Regions from separate parts of the Mus musculus genome. Here all the other regions are linked to region 4. A link is a contact called in public HiChIP or PLAC-seq and promoter capture Hi-C data. All regions are on one chromosome and are shown on one strand. Each heading gives the region's core, a stretch centred on a gene start, on an enhancer-like site or on the middle of the called end of the contact. The rest is flanking DNA. Distances are from core to core; before and after follow the strand shown. Region 1 holds the start of Smoc1 (SPARC related modular calcium binding 1). Region 2 overlaps Smoc1 (SPARC related modular calcium binding 1). Region 3 holds the start of Pcnx (pecanex homolog). Region 4 holds the start of Synj2bp (synaptojanin 2 binding protein). Region 5 has its middle 24 kb from the start of Mir3067.

What was found. Promoter capture Hi-C pulls out the DNA fragments that hold promoters and counts their contacts. HiChIP or PLAC-seq counts read pairs in DNA pulled down with a chosen protein or histone mark.
Region 1: a contact with region 4 is called in an H3K27ac HiChIP or PLAC-seq map of embryonic stem cells, with 4 times the contacts expected there. The contact joins the promoter of Smoc1 here to the promoter of Synj2bp in region 4. A contact is called at or near these places in 12 of 39 promoter capture datasets (3T3-L1-derived adipocytes, the C10 cell line, cranial neural crest and 7 more), 1 of 484 Hi-C or Micro-C datasets (embryonic stem cells) and 5 of 115 datasets of contacts at active chromatin or transcription factors (the SCID.adh cell line, acute myeloid leukemia, bone marrow-derived macrophages and 2 more).
Region 2: an H3K4me3 HiChIP or PLAC-seq map of stem cell-derived neural progenitor cells shows a contact between it and region 4, with 2.3 times the contacts expected there. The contact joins the enhancer-like site here to the promoter of Synj2bp in region 4. A contact is called at or near these places in 4 of 39 promoter capture datasets (3T3-L1-derived adipocytes, cranial neural crest and liver) and 4 of 115 datasets of contacts at active chromatin or transcription factors (acute myeloid leukemia, bone marrow-derived macrophages, embryonic hindbrain and 1 more).
Region 3: a contact with region 4 is called in an H3K27ac HiChIP or PLAC-seq map of microglia, with 6 times the contacts expected there. The contact joins the promoter of Pcnx here to the promoter of Synj2bp in region 4. A contact is called at or near these places in 2 of 484 Hi-C or Micro-C datasets (Th1 cells and large pre-B cells), 2 of 115 datasets of contacts at active chromatin or transcription factors (embryonic stem cells and microglia) and 1 of 9 other capture datasets (pancreatic islet).
Region 5: a promoter capture Hi-C map of liver shows a contact between it and region 4, with 4 times the contacts expected there. The contact joins the enhancer-like site here to the promoter of Synj2bp in region 4. A contact is called at or near these places in 5 of 39 promoter capture datasets (cranial neural crest, embryonic stem cells, hippocampal neurons and 1 more), 1 of 15 datasets of contacts at CTCF or cohesin (the NIH/3T3 cell line), 7 of 484 Hi-C or Micro-C datasets (the N1E-115 cell line, cerebellar granule neurons, embryonic fibroblasts and 2 more) and 10 of 115 datasets of contacts at active chromatin or transcription factors (the NIH/3T3 cell line, cardiomyocytes, embryonic forebrain and 5 more).

The regions. Positions count from the first base shown.
Region 1 is chr12:81,025,272-81,028,191 of GRCm38.p6, reverse strand. It overlaps Smoc1 (SPARC related modular calcium binding 1), which reads right to left and starts at 1,384. Exons shown (of 13, transcript NM_022316.2): 1 at 1,034-1,384. The coding sequence starts at 1,129.
Region 2 is chr12:81,042,506-81,045,420 of GRCm38.p6, reverse strand. All of the region lies in intron 1 of Smoc1 (SPARC related modular calcium binding 1), which reads right to left. Among named protein-coding and RNA genes, the nearest start is that of Smoc1, 17 kb to the right of the region's middle. Within about 2 kb of position 1,645, at least 9 of the 459 cell types and tissues checked have an H3K27ac peak or open chromatin away from gene starts, as enhancers often do.
Region 3 is chr12:81,858,643-81,861,464 of GRCm38.p6, reverse strand. Pcnx (pecanex homolog) reads right to left here and starts at 1,435. Exons shown (of 36, transcript NM_018814.3): 1 at 941-1,435. The coding sequence starts at 1,093.
Region 4 is chr12:81,531,661-81,534,484 of GRCm38.p6, reverse strand. Synj2bp (synaptojanin 2 binding protein) reads left to right here and starts at 1,574. Exons shown (of 4, transcript NM_025292.7): 1 at 1,574-1,769. The coding sequence starts at 1,706. It overlaps Gm20498 (predicted gene 20498), which reads left to right and starts at 1,574. Exons shown (of 6, transcript NM_001309848.1): 1 at 1,574-1,769. The coding sequence starts at 1,706.
Region 5 is chr12:81,188,473-81,191,172 of GRCm38.p6, reverse strand. No RefSeq gene overlaps it. Among named protein-coding and RNA genes, the nearest start is that of Mir3067, 24 kb to the right of the region's middle. Within about 2 kb of position 1,437, at least 8 of the 459 cell types and tissues checked have an H3K27ac peak or open chromatin away from gene starts, as enhancers often do. A contact at or near this core is called in liver, where this site is marked.

The sequences.
Region 1 (2,920 bases), core at 135-2,634, 510 kb after region 4:
GTGGTAATGGGGCTAGCCATCCAGGAAATGGGGCCAGAGGATATCCAGGGAAGAAAGCACAATTTGGTGGAGAAGCCAACTTCATTTGCTCAGAAGTCAAATCCTTGCTATTTTCCCAGAGAGATTCTCGCAGAATGGGAGCGGGCAAGCTGCTACCCAGAGGTCCGGCTTCTGATCTTACTGACCCTGATCCTTGCCCAGAGACTGCCTCCCTTACGTGTTGCCAAAGGAACCTCTAGGTGGTTTAACAAATACATTTTTAAGGCAGTGAAATTCTTTATTAGACCATTAGGAGGGAGCAGGGAGAACAATAATCTAGACCAGAAATGAGCACGGTGCTGCTGGTTCCCGTTTTTTTTACAATGCCCTGGACAACCCGTCCTGTGCACAGAATTGGCACATTTCGTGTGGTTCAGAAACTCCAATCAGATCAAGGTTCAACCGATCCAACCCAGGGGAGAAGTTCTTCCGAACTTCTCCACGGCTCCCTACCCCTGCCACTCCTCCAGGGCCAGGCCAGCAGGAGGGGGGCATTAAAATTATCTGCTGTGGGTTTTACGAGCAGCGATTGCTTTTTAAAACAACAACAACACAAGGTCCTTGTGTGGCTCGCGGGTAACCTAAAACTCTCTAGGCAGAGTGCCCCCCCCCGCCCCTTCTACACACACACACACACACACACACACACCCTCTGCCTGCCAAGAAAGCCAGCTCGAGGGACTGGTGCAGCGACAACATAGGGAAACTCTGCTCCAGCCAAGGCCGAGATCCCACCGACCTAGGAGGCCCAGGAGAAAAACCTCAGGAGAAGTTCGAGAAAGAAAACCCACCGGTGACAGGTCGTGGGGAGTCAGTGCTACAAGAAAAGGCGGGGAAGGAGGGGGGCAATGAAATTTTATTTCAGCAACTTCTCCAAGAGGCCTGCAAGGGACTAGACGGTAAAGTCGAGGACAAGGTCTGACACCTCCCTTCCCCCTCCTGTAGATGAGCGGCCAAGCGCAGGTGGGCGCGCGCAGCTGGGAGACGCACTTACCCTGGGGCCGGTGGTGCGGTGGCCGCCGGCCGGGGACAGCTGCACCAACACGAGCAGCAAGTGGGGCGTGAGCAGACGGACGCGCGCGGGCAGCATGGTGCCAGCGGAGCCGGGCAGCCACGAGCGGGCAGCGGGCAGGGGGGCTCAGGCTAGCTTCAAAGCACTTGGGGAGGTGGGGACCCTTGCAGCAGCTGGGAGTGGCCGAAGAGCCAGCGGCAGGGGCTGGAGGAGCCTGCGCCCGGGGTCACGGTCATGAACGGCGGAGGCCCGGAGCTGGAGTGCGAGCGTGTGCTCTGCGCGTGGCGCCTGCTGCGCTCGGCGTGGCCGCGGCGACAGCAGGTTGGATGCGGGAGCTCGGGCCATGGGAATTCCCGTTATAAACCCCGGGAGGGGAGGGGCGGGGCCCGGAGAGGCTGACTGACGGGTCGAGAGGCCTGTAGCAGCCGACCCTCCGGCAGGTGGAAGCCAATGGGAGAGAGATGAGAGGGGCGGTTCGTGGTCAGTACCCCACCCCACCCCCACCCCCACCCCCACCCCCACCCCCACCCCCCACCCCCCCAGGAGCTACACTGGCTTCCCGGCCACAGTGGGCTCCAGCAGAGGCTGGGATAAAGAGTAACTTTTTCTCAGCAAGTCCTCGCTGGGAACCTCCGCGCGCTCCAGCAGCCTCAGTCCCTCCTGAATGGTCACCTGGATAGTAAAGAAGCCTTACACACTTATCGTGTGTTAGTTCTTAGGCTTGAGTTGTCGCAACAGCTCCATGAAGCAGGCAGGGAAAATAGCTCCAAATGACCCAAAGTCCTTGAGAAATGTTTCCCGGAGGCCGCAAAATCAAGGGCAACCTGGGGAACCACCAGGTGCGGCCCACAGAGTGAGCTGCGACCTACGGGAAGAGGTATTCATTTATTTCAAAAAGAAAAAAAAAATCTCCTTACGGGTGACACCCAAGTTCCACAGCGGCTGCCTGAGATAATTCTGACGGAGGCGAACCGAAGCAGCCTAAGGTGGGTCCCCCGAGGGTCCAGTAAACTACCCCTATGGCCCTATGGTCCATGTGACCTGCGGTCAGAACCCGGGCATCTTGGCTAATCAGTCTGAACTTAAAGAACACAGGAGCAGCTTCTCTGTGGCCTAACAACGCTGGGGCGGAGGCCGGGGAGGAGAGGGCAGTCCCAGGAATCCTGGTCCCATATTGGGAGGAGGAAAGTTATGAATGGAGGAGATGGAGGAGTGTTCTGTGAGCACAGATATCCTAGAGACCTCCAAGGAGCAATTTCCTGGGAGCCCAAGCCTGGATTGTATAGGTCAGCTCTAAGCAGGCCTATCAGGTGCTAGAGCTCTTTCCATAGTGGTCCAAGAGGCCACCCTGAAAATGGTAACAGCTACATCGCATCACACACACTCACTTCAACCCAACAAAGTGTCTGCTGCCTTCCCCGCAAGAGACCCGTGATTATCTCCAAAAGTGGAACACAACTCTTCGTGCTTGATTTCCACCGGTCCAGGCCCGTCCCTTCGTGAAGAAAGATCCATTTCTCTAACCAGATTGAAATAAAGCCCAGGTTTCACAGCTCCCTGACTGCCCTGAGAGGTCCTGACAAAGATTAGCTCTGCTCCCTTCCAGCTTCTCTTCTCGATTATAAGAGCAAGCTAACCCTAACCCCCATCTGGCTGCATACAGACAGCCTTCACCCTACAGCCAGCCAGTCTTCCTGAACAACAAACCAGAATGCACCACTCTCTGTTCAAGGGGCTTTGCACCTCCCCCATCAGCCTCAGACGGGAATGTCCAGGCAAGAATAAAGGGTTCTTCAAACTAAAATGAAGCACATTTCTAAAAAAAAAAAAAGTGTCATGTCTCTCCCACCTGGACTCAGTGGCTTGATC
Region 2 (2,915 bases), core at 396-2,895, 490 kb after region 4:
CCTCTCTCCCTCTCTCCTTTTATTCCCCAACAGGAACTGTGGTTTATCAAGAGGAAGGCGTCCAAGACTTTGGCATTCAGGATTTCAAACTCATCCAAGGTGATGATTTTCTAGATTTTAGACTTGAAGGGTTTTGATCTCTCGGATTTCACCATTTGGGATTATGCCCTCCAGGATTATGATCGGCACTACATCTCTTCGTCCACCAGCATACACCCTGAGTACGGGACAAGGCTGAGAAAAGAAATTCTTACTTTAAATTTCACAGCGGTGTTAACAGATGTGTGTGTTGGTCTAAAACATCACTGTGTGGACCTGTGGCTACCTAGCCGCTAACTCCATGTCAGTGAAGAGGTAGTCCCAGCCCCAAACAAGGTGTTTCTCTTGCCTCAGACAGAAACATAAGACCTGGGGATAAAGGACAGACATCGTCAGAGGCTCCTCTCATAGGAGCTTGTCTGGGTGGGTTTAAGCAGCTACTAGCAAGAACAAATAAAATTTTGTTTTGTTTCGATTTCAAAATGAGGTTCCTTTGTGTAACCCTGGCTGTCCTGGAACTTTCTAAATACACCAGGCTGATCGGAAACTCAGAGATATGTCTGCTTCTGCCTCCTGAATGCTGGAATTAAAGCCATACACCACCAGGCCCAGCCAAGAGCAAACGAAATGTGTAGTTTTTATGTTCTTTCAAACAACATTCGCACAGGCTGTAGGTTGCAAGCCTTGCCCAGTAGGTTTTATTCCCTTCTGCAATTTTAGCCTGTAGTATGTAATATACTGCTACTTGCCTAAGAGTCGCCTGTGGGACGTTTGAGACGTGCCCTTTTCTCACCTTTGCAGAGTTAGACTGCTTCAGCAGATTTCTGTGCAAGATATTCTAAGACCCTTAAGTACCATTTCAGCTCTGTGGAGAAAAGGCCAAGGTTTTGCTAATGATGTCCAGCTCCAGAAAGACATGGCTACAGAGTCTAGGACTGAGCCGCTGAGACTGCGGTCCTATGTCTAATCAGTAACGGTGACCACAAGGATGTGGGCGCTCCCTTCTCTATGGTTCACTGGTTTCTATAACACAGGGGGGGACTCTGTGGGCATGGAAGACGGCATAAAGCATGCTTAGTCTCTTGACACTTTCCTCATATTGTTAAGTCATAAGTAAACAACATGATACCCAACGTGCATGTCTCGGAACCACGAAGCTTTCTCTGCCTCAGTTTCCCCTTTCATAAAATGAGGATAATAACAATGCCTTCATCATAAGGATGTCACCTGAAATGGCTCAGCCTCTACGGGGCTTTGAAAAGCATCTGTCCCTTAGGAGCCAAGCCAGTATGTAAATTAGTCAGCTTATTTACATACATGTCATCAGCTTATTTATATACATGTTTATTTGCATGTTACTCTGAGGCGTTGGGAGCTAGAGCATTGGTTCGCACATAACTCAGTAGGTGTTTGCAGAGTCCGATTCCAATGACAGTGAACCCCAGTCCTGTGCTTCAACATGGCCCTGGGGAGCACGGAGCTCAGTGGCAGCCTCTGCGGGCACTAGGAGCAGCTGATCTTCCCAGCTCTCCTCCTCAGCTCCCTCCATACTGACAACCTCTGCAAAGCACAGCGCTGAGCAGCAACTGGGCAGACCTCTCCCCAAGGTCCACTGCTAATCGCTCTCTCCACTGGATCAATAAAGTGGGCGTGGTGACCGTGAAAGGAGCTTTAAGGTCTCCGCTCATCCCTAGCAACGAGGAAGAGTCTGAATGAACTGAAGCCCAGCAAGCCTTCTTAGACCTTCCAGAGAAGGGAGGTCTTAGGGTGAACCTCTGCCCCCAAAACTGGAGAGGCAGAGAGGCAGGTGAAGAGAATCTCAGTTCACAAAGGGTGGAGGGAGAGAGAGAGAGAGAGAGAGAGAGAGAGAGAGAGAGAGAGAGAAAGAGAGAGAGAGAAATCCATAGTAGCCACTGTGGTAGGAAAACTTAAAGTGTAATGGACCAATTATGTGGACAGGACCAGAATTTAAAACTCCAGCGACACAGGCTTAAGGGGATATCTGCACTTAGGTGGGTTGGTTTTGTTTGGTTTTTGCCTGCAGGAGTCATACCAGGCTCTTATAGACTGGAATCTTTATAGATTCCAGATAAAAACCCCTTTGCATTTTCAGCAGACAGAGAAGTGACCCTTTGAGACGACTCAGCATTAACAAGCCCTTCCATGAGGAAATACTATGAGCAGGTGCATTGCCCTGGGTTCCATGGCCAAAGAGAAAAGGGAGGGGAGTCAGAAGAGGGGGAGAGAGCTGGAGAGATAGCTCGATTGGAAAAATGTTTCCTGGGCAAGCATGAGGTACCAGGTTCGACTTCCAATAAAAAGTTAGGTGTGATGGAGCAGGCCTCTAGTGACTGAAGGATCTCCAGAGACGGCTGTCCAGCCAGTTTAGCCATTCAGTAAGCCTCTGTTTTAGTGAGATAATCTCTCAAAAAAAAGTTGAAGAAGATCCCGGGACAGTGACCTGTGAGCTACACACACACACATACACACACCCATACACAGCACATGCACACACACAGAGATAGATCCTCTATGATCAAAAGAAGATAAAATGTTAAAAGGAATTTTCATAAAAATCACTCGTGGGCCGGGCGCCTTTAATTGCAGCACTCGGGAGGCAGAGGCAGGTGGATTTCTGAGTTCGAGGCCAGCCTGGTCTACAGAGTGAGTTCCAGGACAGCCAGGGCTACATAGAGAAACCCTGTCTCAAAAAACCAAAAAAAAAAAAAAAAAAAAAAAAAATCACTCGTGGTTTTGCTTAGTCCATCATTTTTCTGAATAGGTAACCCTTCCTGAGCACCCAGTCGTGCTCCATTTGAGTCCACAATGACCCAATGCAGTAAGTAATATCTTCCACTTCCAGATAAGGAAAGTGG
Region 3 (2,822 bases), core at 186-2,685, 330 kb before region 4:
GTTCTAGCCCTCTGAAGAACCATGAAGTTAGCAGAAATTCCCTGAAAATAAAAGTTAATATCCTTCCTTCCAATCACTTTAAAATTTGAAAGCTTTGTTTTCTCAAATGTGCCACCTAAAATTGTGCTTTTATTTTATTTTTTATTTTTAAGAAATGTGCAAACATCTTTCAGGAAAACATCCTCTAAAAACACTCCTGAGGCCTGGACTGCACAGTGACTCTCAGGCCAGCCTTGGCTATAGAAGGAAACCGTCTGGGAACACCAAAAACACTTCAGAGAAACTGGACCGAGAGCACCAAGCAACAGGCGGCGGCACTCTCCTTTTCCCAGCCAGTCAAAGGCCTTGAACCAACGCAAACAAACGCCAGCCAGGCTCTCGTATCTCCCCGCTCCCTGCCGGCAGCGCTAGCCTGACAACACCGCGGTCCCTCGCCGCGGGGCTGAACCGAATGGAACCCGCACTCAACCGATCAGCGGTTTGCGGAGGCGCGAGCCCGCTGGGGGTTTCCCCCAGCACGGGAAGCGAGTACGAGCCGGGACACCCTGCGACTCCGTTTCTGCCGGAGCGCGCACGGCCTCCCCCGGGCTCCGCACACAGCCGGGGGCCGAGGTGCGGGCGGGGATGCCCCCGGGGAGCGGGAGGTAGATAGTCCGAGGCCCGGGGAACGACCGGGGACCCCCGATGGAAGGCCTCGGGGCGCCAGTTACGCAGACCCGCACGAGAGGCGCTAGGAAAGCGGGACCCGGCCGGGGACCGGCGGGAAGGGAGGTGCTGAAAACACGGGAAACCCGGGGCCCGGAGCGGAGCCAGCGGGGGAGGGGAGCGTCCGCCCGCCGCCGGGACCGCGGGACGCGGGGAGGACAGGGGCGCGACCCCCGGGCCCCCGAGGATCACAGCCGAGCGTCCGCTGCGGGTCCCCGTCCCCGCCCCCACTCACCATGTAAAGCGTGAAGGGCAGGCCGAGCAGAAAGAGCCACAGGTAGAGGTGGAGCGCGTTCACGAAGGTGGCCTGGTGCGGGTCGTAGTACCAGCCGCCGCTGAGCGCGGCCCACACCCCCTGCCGGAGGATCTGCAGCGTCTGCGACCCCATCCCCACCCGGCGTCGCCGCCGCCGCCGCCGCCGTCCCCGCCCCGGCCCCAGCTTCGGCCTCGTCGCCTGCGCGCCCGCGGACCGGTCTAGCCCCCTCCCGAGCTCCGGGAGAGCGGCCCGGCGCCGCGGCGCTCGCTGGTGCTGCTGCACGAGGAGGAGGAGGAGGAGACGGCGGAGGAGGAGGCGGCGAGCGGCAGGGCGGAGAGCGGCGAGGAGGAGGAGGAGGCCGGGCTCCTGAGCGCCGCCGCCATCTTGTCTTCGAGCTCCGAGCCCGAGCCCAGTCCGCCAGCGCTGCCGCCGCCGCCGCCGCCTCCGCCGCCGCGACCCCCGCCGGCCGCCAGCCTCGGCCCGGCGGAGCAGGCGAGCGGGCGCCCGGCAGGACGCGGAGGAAGCCGCGCCCCCTCCGGCTCCTCCTCCTGCTCCCTCCACCCGCGGAGCGGTCCCCACGGGTACGCGCAGCGCCTGGGTCGCACGGGCGCCTCCTGTTGGGAGAAGCCTGCAGAAGCAGCATCTGGCCGGGGTGGGGATGGGGGTGGGGTCGGGTGGGGTGGGGTGGGGTCGGGTGGGGTGGGGTGGGGTGGGATCCGGTCGGGTCCGAGTTTGCAACCCGGATGGCACTGCACCGGGCATGACCGACCACTGCAAGCTCTTTAAAGTCGAGCGGACTTCCAGACTTCCAGAATTCGTAGACCTTGCAGGGGCTGCCGTTTGTGGCAATTGCCCAAGACAAAACAAGTAAAAAACATTTGGGGGTAAACTGTCTGAGTTTGACACTGCAGGACTGGAAGAATTAAAGCAGAGTTGAAAAGAACTGTGTTACCCTTTTTTGGACCCGAAGCAGCTTGAGTGAGAAAAAGGGCGACGACGTCAAGAACTAGAAGCTTTACTGCTTCCAAATAGGTGTAAATTAATACAAGCTGCAAGAGATACAAAAGTATGACATGACCAAGTTATGCTTGCACCACAACTTTTCTTTTTCATGTGGTGCAACTAGTAACCATTTTTATCAATGGGCCAATCTCAGCAGAGTTGAAAGATTCCTGACTCCACCCAAACTTTGAATGGGGTCTTGTACTTCTCTTTTTATAGCTGTGAAAACTGGGAATCATTCTTGGCCCAGTCTAATGTTTCTGAAGTATGTCTGATCTCACTGGATGGCTTTTTTTTTTTAAGGGTTTGAAGGTTGAGTTTATTGTAGCAATAAACGTACTCTGTTTTCCCAGATTAAAGTTGCTATAATTAATGAGGAAAGCAAGTGAGACAGAGCAGTTGGTGACATTTTAAGAAGTGGTTAAAACCCATCGCAGTGCCTCTGGGTATCATGCCACTGTATAGCTGGTTATGCTCACACCTGCTCCACTTAACCTTCACAACGCTCCTTTAACACAGCCAGGGCTATCCTTATTTTTACCAGTGAGGGCTCTGCCACTCAGAGTGATTGCCCAGGTTCTCATAAGTAATAAGCTGTGGAGTGCTCAGAAGTCAGCGTTCATCCTAGCAGCATGGACTGAGCCTTTCATATCCACTCAGGTAGGAGTTAGAACTCAGGCAGGACCTTCAGGCTTAAGGATATAGTCAGCTGTTCTCAAAGGTGATGGGGGCATCACCTCAGAATGACTTAGAAAAGGAAATTCTCACATTATCTCTCTAGGGAAACTGGGTGAGAGACTAGGGAAAAACCAAAAAGTTTTAAGAAGCCTTCCAGAGATTGTAAGAACCTTTCAGGTAG
Region 4 (2,824 bases), core at 325-2,824:
TCAATGTGCTAGAATGCTTGCTCAGTTGGCAAGAGTTTTTTTTTTTTTTTAAATGGGTAATTTTTTCCTTCCTTCCTTCCTTCCTTCCTTCCTTCCTTCCTTCCTTCCTTCCTTCCTTCCTACCTTTTCTTTCTTAATATGTAAGTACACTGTAGCTGACTTCAGACACTCCAGAAAAGGGTATCAGATCTTGTTACAGATGGTTGTGAGCCACCATATGGTTGCTGGGATTTGAACTCATGACCTTTGGAAGAGCCGTCAGTGCTCTTACCTGCTGAGCTATCTCAGCAGCCCGGCAAGAGATTTTAATCAGACCTGGAGATGACAGGATCCTTCTCCCCTCATGCCTCAGGTTCCCTGCCTTCTTGTCCTGTCTCATTCCTATAGAATCCACCTCTGACTTGTTTTAATAAACCTGAGTTGCTGGCTTGGCTTTTAGCCATAACTTTGAATACCATAGTCTGATTATGCAGTCTTTGATTCTCTTAACACCACAGGAGTCCCTTGAGTCACCATACATATTTATGGTCACCTTCCTGGTCCTTAAGGCCTTTGTAGTTTTGATACCTGAAAGTTTCTTCACCTCTGTTTGGAATGTCCGATCTTAAAAGTCAAGATGGGCTGGAAAGTCACATCTTAAGTCTTGCAATCATTTTGTGAAAAGGACATTTCACCTCCTTTTGCTTGGAGGATTTTTCTTGAACAAGCCTATGATTATCTTTCCTCTGTATATGTGTACACATTTCTTAAGTTAGATAGGCCTATTATTAAATGCAAGCCAGGGATATATACATCTATTTAAAAGTTAAGTAAGAGTCTTGTCAGGTCTAAGTTAAGAAATCTTGTGCATAAGGCCCTGGAAAACAATGCTCTCAGATGTAAATATCAGGGAAATCCTCACTTCCTGTCATGTGTGTCAGCCCAGGTGCCTTGCTTTAAGCAGTGAACACTTGCTTGATGAGAGAGAGAGAGAGAGAGAGAGGGGGGGGAGGGGGAGGGGGAAGGGGAGGGGGAGGGAAAGGGAGTGGGGAGGAGGAGGAGGGGAGGGGGAGAAGGAGAGATGGGGGGAGGTTTCATTTTTTTATTTGGATACATTTTATTAACTAACACGGGGACTGCTAACGAAGGAACTTGAAGCAGTGTTACCAAGTTTTCTTACATGGGGCATCACATTGGATTTCATCTGTATTGCACAAAAGGTTACAATTTCCCACCCAAGTATGCAATCTCATTAGTACTTTGCCTATGATGCCTTTCATAGAGTGGTTTGAGGCTCATAAAAGATCTCTCTCACACACACACACACACACACACACACACACACACACACACACACACATTTGTAGATATTTTGAGATTTTTATTTAAAATGTCAAACGTATCAATGTAATTCTATCTCATACCATTATTACCCTCTCTCCTTCCCCATGCTCTTCCAGTGTAAGCGAGCATTATACCTCTCTTTGCTCATGGCTCCTCAGGATCGGCCTTGAGAACAGTGCGAGGTACCGGAAAACGCTGGTGGGCTCAGAGAACCACCACTCCCAGCATCCTCCACGTTCCCAGTGCCCGCGGTTTCCTTTTCCGGTCTGACCGCTGAGGAAACTGTAAAAGCTATGCTGGGGAGGCAGCGCGGAGCTTGATTCACCTTCACCTGCTCTGGCCACCCGCTGACCCGGGGTTTCCGGCCGGAGAGCAGTCAGATATGAACGGACGGGTGGATTATTTAGTCACGGAGGAAGAGATCAACCTGACGAGAGGACCTTCGGGTAGGCGCGGGACATGGAGGGAGTAATTGCTGCGTCCCTTGCTTTGGCGGAGCCGGGTTTACCTGGCTGGAGAGCAGGCAGGCCCCGACCGAGCGGCTTCCCAGAACGCTATCGGGCACGGAGCAAAGAGTCCATTGGCATCTTTTGTTAGCTAGATAACGGACCCAAGGACTCTGCCCCATAATCCAGTCGGATTACCACAGGCGTTTATGGCCAGGACGGGTTTCTTGCTGTTGGTGGCAATAGCCAAGACCAGGAAAAAGCCCGCTGTTTAGCCAGCGTGTGGGAGCCGCCGTATCCGTTATTCAGTTGCTTGCTCCATCCTTGTTTCTTCGCCGAGGGCCCGTTCAGGTAAAAACAGGAGCAGCGAACGGCGGTGTGTGTGTGTGTGTGTGTGTGTGTGTGTGTGTGTGTGTGTGTGTGTGTGTTTCTGAGTGTCTCACAGTTTCTCCGGTGCTAGGGTCCCTGCCTGCATTTTTGCGGAATCAATTTACCATATCAACTGGAATGCTAAAGCGGGCGGAGACCTTTTACAGAAGTTTTCAGACCTGGCCACACTTGACCACCATTACTTGGGCGTTTTCGTTTTTACTTTTTAGCAAAATATTGAAATGAAAATGTTGTTTTCTAGTCTCACCTTTAGAAATTTGGATTCAGTGTGGATCAAACAATTCTTGAAACAAACACTTCATGTGATTCTGACAGGAAAATTCCCATTTAGCGTTGCTGTGTGGTCTTCCTCATGGATGCTCATAGCTGGATTACTACATCGTGTCACTGCCTTCCTTAGGCTTTGCAGTTTTCTTTATGGCCTTAACATTTTAGGTTTAGGGTTCACCACTTAGAGCCAAGATTTTTTGTTTTTGTTTTTTGTTTTAAATCTAACATCTTACCAGTTTTTTGTTGTTGTTGCTTTTTTTTTTTTGGCTTGTTTTAATGTATTGGCAGAATAACTTAACTGATGGATTCTTGTAGTTTCTTTTCTGTAACATGGAGACAGTTATGAAATGAAGCGTTTCACATATAGTGTTAGGATGAAGCCACTTGCTCTCTGG
Region 5 (2,700 bases), core at 188-2,687, 340 kb after region 4:
TCACTAATTAAGAAAATACCCTATAACTGGGTCTTATGGGGGCTTTTTTTTCTCTCTCTCAATTGAGATTCCCTCCTTTCAGATGACTCTAGCTTGTGTCAAATTAACATAAAACTAGCCAGGACAGAGGGTCATTCCTGAGCAGTGCTAGAGCACGACACTGTCCAGGTCTAAATGGAGCTGGTTGGCACACTGCACAGAGGCATTTTGAATTAAGCTCAAAGAGTGTCTCAGACAGAGGGAATACAGCTGCAGATATAATCAGTTACCATGAGCATCTTAGCCAAGTGTTTATGTAACCTACAGATGCATTCTTGACCTGACTAAGCTGTTCCCTCTGTATCTCTTTGACTTGATGATGGGGTGCTGTTGTGCAAGTTCAGCCTTATAGCTTGTTGGGGAAGGTACAAAGTTCCACATGGGTAATTTAAATAGCCCGATTTCAGTCCTTCCCCACCAATGTCCTTACAACTCCCCAAAGTATTGTATTATATACTGAGTGCTGTAGTCATACTGCCTTTCGGTTTCCATCTATGTCCCTGTCTTCTCCAGAGCTATAGGAGAAACATTCTAAAAGCAGTGGGACCACCAGCTCGTCACAAGTCACAGCTGCAAGTTTGTCACCTCGTGTTCCAGCTGGACTCCATGCTGCTGCTGCCACCACCACCACCACCAACAACATGCAGCAGAGTTGGTGGCCAGCCTCGTCTACACACTGAAGGGGCATGGGGGTGAAGAGCTAAGACAAGAAACAGCTGAAGATCAGCCTGCCTTTCCAGTTTTGGGCAGGGCTTCAGTGAGCGAAGTTCCATGAATGGAAACCCTATCAGAGAGTCAGGCTGCAGCCGCAATAGAAAAGCAGAAGCAGGGGCCCTAGATCAAAATGGACATGGATACCATGAATACATGGTATATTCACATGGGAAGATATAGAAAGGTCACACCAAAACTGAACTGGCCGAATCAATGAGGAAGGATTAAACAATGGGGAGGTTTACTCCAGGACCTGACATGTGCTCCATATAAGCTCTAACAGAGGGCCCCTAGTACAATGGGAAATAGAATAAGCATTAAACTGAGATGTGGCTACAATAAACACAGAAGGATACTGCTCAGAGACCCTCATGGCTTCTCTCCTTTTTCCTCCTTCTGACTCCATCATGAAGAACAGTTATAAACCAGTGGAGTGACTTGGAGCCAGACCACTGTTCCACTGTGTTGTAACAGTCATGGACCAAGACACTGTGCTAGGGCAGAGAGGGGAGGGAGACTAAAGCAAGTTGCATATTGAGTTGCATGATTGATTGGAACTGAGCTTGTGAAACAGCCTTGACTCTCATTAATGGAAGATGATTCAATAGGGCATGGGTCAAACTAATGATTACAGAAGTCACAAGGTTCTCACATGCATAGCACAGGGCACTGGGATGTCTCAGCCAGCTATTCTCCTCCAATGTTACCTGAACCTGCTCTTTCCCCTCCAACTTCTCTTCTCCTGCCCACACTGTGAGGGTGGCAGCGTTCCTACAGGGCATCCGATACAGTCTCTAGGTGGGGTGCTGACTTCTCACAGAAGGGAAACTGGTATTCACCTCCCCACTTTGCTGAGCAAGGGGAATGGTGGTTGTTATGAACATGCCACATTTGTCAGAAGCCATGGGCAAAATGCATTGCACAAAATGGAATAAGCAAGTTTCTTTACTCTTAGACAGTACACACACTGCCCAGTTAAAATCACACTAAGATAATCTACATCATAATAGTCGAGAGTTTTTACAAAATACTCCTGATTCTATTTCTTCACTGTTGTATAGTCGGGTGGGGCCGTGTGACCCCTTTAGTCACTGGAACATGAGCAATATGACTGTGGGGCTTAGTTTTTGTCAACATGATACAAACCTAGGACATATCTAGGCAGAAGGAATGTCAACTGAGTTATTGCCTCCATAAGTTTGGCAATCCCGGGGGAGCATTGTCTTGATTGACGATCAATGTAGGAGGACCCAGGCCACTGTGGGCAGTGCCACTTTCATTGGCAGATGGCCCTGGGTTGTATATGAAAAGTAACTGAGCAAACCAGGGGAGAGAGCCAGTGAGCAGTGTTCCCCCATTTTTGCCTCTTCTCCTGCTTCCAGCTCTTGTCCCCAATTCCCTTTGTGATAGACTCTATTTGGAACATGTAATCCAGATAAATTCTTTCCTCCCCAAGTTGGTAATATATTTCATTCTGAATAGGCACCAGAGTGCAATTTACCACATTTCTCTTTCTTTGCTTCCATAATCAAGAGGGAAGGAGTCTTCCTTGACATGGATCCCTAATAAGGACAGTACAAAGAAGTGCCCCAGCTGACACTAAGTCTAGGTTATCTCTTTGTGTTTTAGCCACCGAAGTCATGAGGGGTGAACTGTATTGCAGCTCATCCTGGTCTCTCCTGATTGAGTTATATCAGCAGTGTGATACCTGTTTACTACCTTGTAGACAGGCAGTACCCCCGTGCATAGCACTCCCTTGTATCAAGTGTGCAGATTACTAAAAGATAGCCTTGAGTTTGGGAACAGGCTCCGCTTACCACATACAGGATCATCAACCATTAACTAGAATCAATAGTCCTGTTAAGAGGATCTGGACAAAGGGTTTTCCTGGAATCTATCCTATTAAGGAGGAGATGGTGCAGAGCAAAGGGAGTGCTAAGGTCACAT